Regions from separate parts of the Ovis aries genome. Here region 1 is linked to region 2. A link is a contact called in public Hi-C data. All regions are on one chromosome and are shown on one strand. The core of a region is the stretch at or near the end of the contact, and the rest is flanking DNA. Distances in the headings are between cores, read along the strand shown. Region 1 has its middle 4.2 kb from the start of RESP18. Region 2 holds the start of NHEJ1 (non-homologous end joining factor 1).

What was found. Hi-C and Micro-C count contacts between places; a contact is called where the count stands out from the background.
Region 1: a Hi-C map of hypothalamus shows a contact between it and region 2, with 3 times the contacts expected there. The contact joins the enhancer-like site here to the promoter of NHEJ1 in region 2. A contact is called at or near these places in 6 of 16 Hi-C or Micro-C datasets (blood, hypothalamus, liver and 2 more).

Annotation. Positions count from the first base shown.
Region 1 is chr2:221,278,073-221,280,812 of ARS-UI_Ramb_v3.0, forward strand. No RefSeq gene overlaps it. Among named protein-coding and RNA genes, the nearest start is that of RESP18, 4.2 kb to the left of the region's middle. Within about 2 kb of position 1,444, at least 2 of the 54 cell types and tissues checked have an H3K27ac peak or open chromatin away from gene starts, as enhancers often do. A contact at or near this core is called in hypothalamus, where this site is marked.
Region 2 is chr2:221,112,901-221,115,863 of ARS-UI_Ramb_v3.0, forward strand. NHEJ1 (non-homologous end joining factor 1) reads right to left here and starts at 1,621. Exons shown (of 8, transcript XM_012146435.4): 1 at 1,542-1,621. SLC23A3 (solute carrier family 23 member 3) reads right to left here. Exons shown (of 12, transcript XM_042244257.2): 12 at 2,486-2,963.

The sequences.
Region 1 (2,740 bases), core at 194-2,693, 160 kb after region 2:
GATCCTCTGGAGGAAAACATAGCAACCTACTCCAGTATTCTTGCTTGGAGAATCCCATGGACAGAAGAGCCTGGCAGGCTACAGTCCATAAGGTTGCAGAGCTGGACATGAATGAAGCTGCTTAGCATGTGTGCACGCATGGTAGCTCTATTTTTAATATTTTAAGGAACCTCCATACTGTCCTCTCTAGTGGCTGTTCCAATTTACACTTCCACCAACAGTGTAGGAGGCTTCTCCACACCCTCTCCAGCAGAGTTTCTCTATGATTGATATTATTTTTCTGAGTGTATGGAGTTAGAATTTCTTTGTGAATAAGTTTTACTACAATTTTAATTTCTTTAGCTGTTCAGATATTCTATTCTTTTCACATCTCTTTTGGGAACTTGAATTTTTCAAAAAATTTATTCACAACATTTAAGCTATCACATTTGTTAGTATAAAAGATATTCATATTTCTTTATTATCCTTTAAATAGCTGTAGAAATTTGAAGTGATTTCACTTTTTAAATTCCTGATTTTGATACTTTGTATTTTTCTGTCTTTTTATTCATCAGTGTAGCTAGAGATAAATATTATCGATCATTTTAAAGAACTGGCTTTTGGTCCTATTGCTTTTTCTCTGTGGTTTGCTCATTTTATTGATATCCATTCTTTATTATTATTTCCTTCTATTTTTTTGAGTTTCACTTATTGTTTCCTAACTTCTTGAGTTGGTAGCTTAGATCATTGATTTAAATATTTTCTTCTTTGCAATAAAGGCATGCGGATCTATACATTTCCCTTTAAGCATTAGTTTTTCATGTTTTGACTATCAATGATTAATGTTTTCTAATTTTTCTTGTGACTCCTTGGACCTATGGATTATTTAGAAGGATGTTGCTATAGGGGATTTTTAAAGGTTTTTTGGTTATTTATTTATTTTTTAATTTCAATGTGGCCTGAGAACACGCTTCATATGACTTAAAAATTTCAAAAACAGGCTGTCCTAGAACTGCCCCTGTAGATAGCAAGGTGGCTCGGGGTGGGGAGGACAGAAATGCTTCAGTTAGCTGCAAAGTTTTGCTTGGAGAAAGAAATAGTTCAAAGAAACCCTAAAATGGTAGGAAACTTGGGATTCTCAATTTGTGTGTATATGTGCTGTATCACTCCCCCTCTAAAATGTAAATTCCTCCTTCCCCAATAAAGAACAGGCTCTAATAACAGTCCTGATTTGCGCAAGCCCTAAGGCACCAGTGAGTCAGCACCTGCCCCACAAACTGGCCTCACCTTGGCTTCTGTGTTTGATCTTCTCTCCAGCCTCTTGATTTTCCCTTTGTTTTAGACCCAGTCAAGGACCCTCACCTGGAGAACAGCAGATTCTTGTTTGCAGACCTTACACCATGGTAACCAGTTCTTATCACGGGGCTCAGTCACTCAGTGCTGATATGTTACCCTAGCAACCGATCTGGGCGAAGGAAGCACAGTTGCCATGGTGACAGGAGTCAGAAGCTGTTCCCTTGGTGGGTGTGCGGGTCTGGATTCCCCCTGAGGCTCAAGCTCCTCTGGGTAGAGTTCATGGCCAGCTAGAAGTGCTCAGCCTTGTGCAGTTGCCCAGTCCAAGCCTCCAGAGCATCCCTTGAGCTGAAACAATACTTCCTAGCAGATATATCTGTTCTACTCTTGCCCTCTCTCAGTACATTCTCCAGCTGTGCTAGGATAGTCTTTTAAAATTTTTACATCATCATTCTATTCATTTCCTTAAAACCTCTGGTGACTTTCTTCTGCCCTTTGTGTAGGAACTAGTATTCTTTACTATGACATACAGGGACAGGAGAAAATGGACATCTTAGCTCAAGCAGAGAGAGAAAATTTGCCCTTCCTCCATCTTTTTATTCTATTAAGATCCTCTATGAATTGGATGGTGCCTACCCGCATGGGCGGTCTTCTTCACCTCTCTCTCTTTTCTGACTGCACAGAGTCTTCATTGCTCTGCTCAGGCTTCTCTTGTTGCAGGGCGTGGGCTCTAGAGCATGAAAGCCCAGTAGCTGCAACACTAGGACTCTCTAGTTACCAGGCACAGGCTTAGTTGTCTCAGGGCACGTGGGATCTTAGTTCCCTGACCGGGAATTGAACTTGAATTCCCTGCATTGGCATTCTTCACTCAATCTGCTGATATCAAATTCTAATCTCTTCCAGAGACACTTTCACAGGCACACTTAGAAACAATGTTTTCCTAGCTGTCTGGGCATCCCTTAGCCCAGTTAAATTGACACAGAAAATTAATCATCACAGTCAGCAACTGGAGTGAACCTTGCTGGGGATCCCTGAAGATCTGTGTAGAACTTATTTCAGATTGACTCCCACCAAGGGAACGATATACTGGAACATTTATCCACTAAATTAAGTCTTTAATTGGTTGAGGGCAGCCCCAGAGGGTGTTAATCCCCAAATATTTCAAGCCTGTCTTGAGCATAGGTAAGCAACTTCCCCAGGCATTCCAGAAAATCCACTAGATGAGAAGAGTCCCATGACTTGAGGTGGGAGGCTGTCAGCACATGAAGACACCCCTCACTTGCACCTACATGTGAGCACAGAGATAGGCCAGGGGACAGCAAACAGAGCTTCTACGGGGTCAGCTACACAGCTATTGTATGAATATGTTGTATCTATGACTCTCTTCCCTGACTAGCCTTCAACTGCCTTGAGGCAGGAACCATGCACTGCAGTGGCCAGGCACAGTGAATGCATGATGGGAAAAAGC
Region 2 (2,963 bases), core at 371-2,870:
TCTGGGAATGATGAAGCCAGTCCTCACCAGACCAGAGTCCCACTTTGCCCAAGATCACAAACCTCAAGTATGTCACAAACAGCAAGTCACCAAGCCCTTCTCTCCTTTCTAGACACACCCCAGTGTGCATTCTCAGTCATCAAAATTGGGCTGATTATCTGAGCCTGTCAGTCATCAAAATTGGGCTGATTATCTGAGCCTGTCACTTTAGAAAGCCTGGATGCTCAAGACCCTCACACTGTATGGTGTTTTGTGGGTGGGGGAGGAGTTTAAAATGCAGCTGGGGGGGTCAAAAAGCCCCCCAAAAAGGTTTGAGAAATTCAGCACCACACCTAGAGTAAGCTGCTCTCACCACACACGTCCAGTTCTGAGATCTATATCTCAGCTTTTTCTTATTTCCTTCCAGGATGACTTCACATTAACCAGATTCACCCGTTTATTTTTCTTTTCTTTTCTTCTAATAATTTTTTATTGAAGTATAGCTGATTTACAATATTATATTAGCTTCAAGTGTGGTGGTGGTGGTTTAGTTGCTAAGTCGTGTCCAACTCTTGCGACCCCAGGGTCTGTAGCCTGCCAGGCTCCTCTGTCCACGGGATTCTCCAGGCAAGAATACTGGAGTGGGTTGCTATTTCCTTCTCCAGGGGATCCTCCCGACCCAGGAGTCGAACCCGGGTCTCCAGCATTGCAGGTAGATTCTTTACCTACTGAGCTATGCTGCTGCTGCTAAGTCGCTTCAGTCCTGCCCGACTCTGTGCGACCCCATAGACGGCAGCCCACCAGGCTCCCCCGTCCCTGGGATTCTCCAGGCAAGAACACTGGAGTGGGTTGCCATTTCCTTCTCAAAAGTGAAAGTGAAGTCGCTCAGTCGTGTCACTGAGCTTTGAGGGAAGTCAAATGTACACCTGTTACAATTACTGAATGAAGGGAGGGGAAGTGTGGAGGGCCAACAGCGGAGTGCCAACAGCGGAGTGGGGTTGCCTAAAGCGAGTCGGGATGAGCCCTCTAGGCGCAGTTCCTCCGCCATCCTGCAGAGGACAGCAGAACGCCAAAGACTGTCCGGGCTAGACTCTGCCCCGCCTCATCCCTCTGGGAGAGGGCGGACCCTCCCTCCCTTTACCACAGCCCCACCCCAGGAGCCCCGCCTGGTGGCAGCCAGTTTCCATTCGCCCTCGCGAGAAAGGCCTTCCAGTCCGTGTTTCTATTTTTACAGAGCCGGCTGCTTGAGGCGCGGCTCCGGACTCCCCAAGCGGCAACAAGGCCAAAAACCGGCTGCTTCATCGCAGCAAGTTGCCGGCTGGGAGTACCTCCACAAACCCCGCCCCGCGGCCGGGAGGCGAGCTGCGCACGCGCGGCCCCTGCCACCACCACCCCCGCCCATCCCCGGAGGCCTGGCCCAGAACCTTGGCCGCGCGCGGGTCCCTCCTGGCAGGACACTTGGGGGGAGGAGGCGCTATTGCCAGGACCAGCCCGCAGGGCCCGAGATGTCTTTCGCTGCCTAGCCCTGGCCCTGGCCCGGATTACAGCTCGACCCCACCTACCGTGAGCGGCCGAGAGAGCTCTCACCCTCCCCGCGGCAGGCTGGCCCGCCCGCGCCAACGAAAAGGCCTAGAGTAGAAGCATTTCCCACCCCCACTACAGGGAGGTGGGGTCTTGGGACACTGGGGCGGAGCCCAGGCCTGATGTGGGCGGGGCATCTGGGCCCCGGGAGCTGATAACTGGAGTGCTCGGAGCCGGAGGGCTACCGGGGCCCTGGTAGGTGGGTAGAAGGAAAAAGGCGCACTTTAGAGTTGCCCTGCGTCCCTGGAGGCTCAGATAGTAAAGAATTCGCCTGCAATGCGGGATACCAGGGTTGGGAAGATGCATCCCCTGGAGGAGGGCATGGCAACCGACTCCTGTATCCTTGCCTGGAGAATCCCCATGGACAGAGGAGCCTGGCTGGATACAATCCATAGAGTCGCAAAGAATCGGACACGACTAAGCAACTAAGCTCAGCACAGCAGAGTTGCCCTGGCAGAGTAGAAAGAATGCCAGACGAAATGCAGGAAGAAGGACCACGAATTTGAATTTGTTGAAAAACCGAAAGTCAAATTTCCCTACCCTACGTGTCTTTTTTGTTGTTTTATTTTTAAATAAAATGAGGGGATTGAACGTCACTAGATATTCTCTCTTGGGTCCCACCAGCACTCTGGTTGTTTAAGAGATGAGTCTCCCAGGCATACCTCCCCTGGTCTGACCTTGTCTTGTACCTTCCTGCCTGCTTTCTCCCTCCATCCACCACCATACGTATGCTCCATCACCAATCCAACTCATCTTGTACCTTGTGTAACTTACAGTTTTGCTCCATCTGGACACCCAAGTCTGAAAAATTCTCATCCATGTTCCACAACCCAAAGTCCTCTTGTTAAGGCCAGCCCCAGTGCTGCTTCTATGTAAAGTCTTTCCCACTATCCCCAATCAGAATTCATTGTTTCTTACTCTTTGCTCCCATAGCATTCTTTTAATCTTTATTGAAGACTGACTTCCACTTTGGATTTTAGTTAGTAATTACATGTTTTTTATTGTTGTTGTTTTTTTGATGTACCACAAAGCTTACTGGATCTTAGTAGTTCCCCAACCAGGGATGGAATCCACACCCTTTGCACTGGAAGCTTGGACTTCCAGGGAAGTCCAGTAATTACATGTCTTTTTAAATCATAAGTATTTGAGAGGGGAGGGACCCTGTCTTATCCATATCTATATTTCCAGGACCTTACACATAGGAGATAATAAATATCAGTTAAGTGAATGCTAGGGTTCGAGTATAGATCATTCACAGGCAAAATATCACTCATTCATTCACAGCCCCTGCTCTGGAACAGGCCTAACTAAGAAAGGAAAAGGCAAACACACCTATTGGGAAGTGAGATTTTTGGGGGGCCCATGTGAGATACACACACACATCCTCTCCCCGGGAAAAAGTG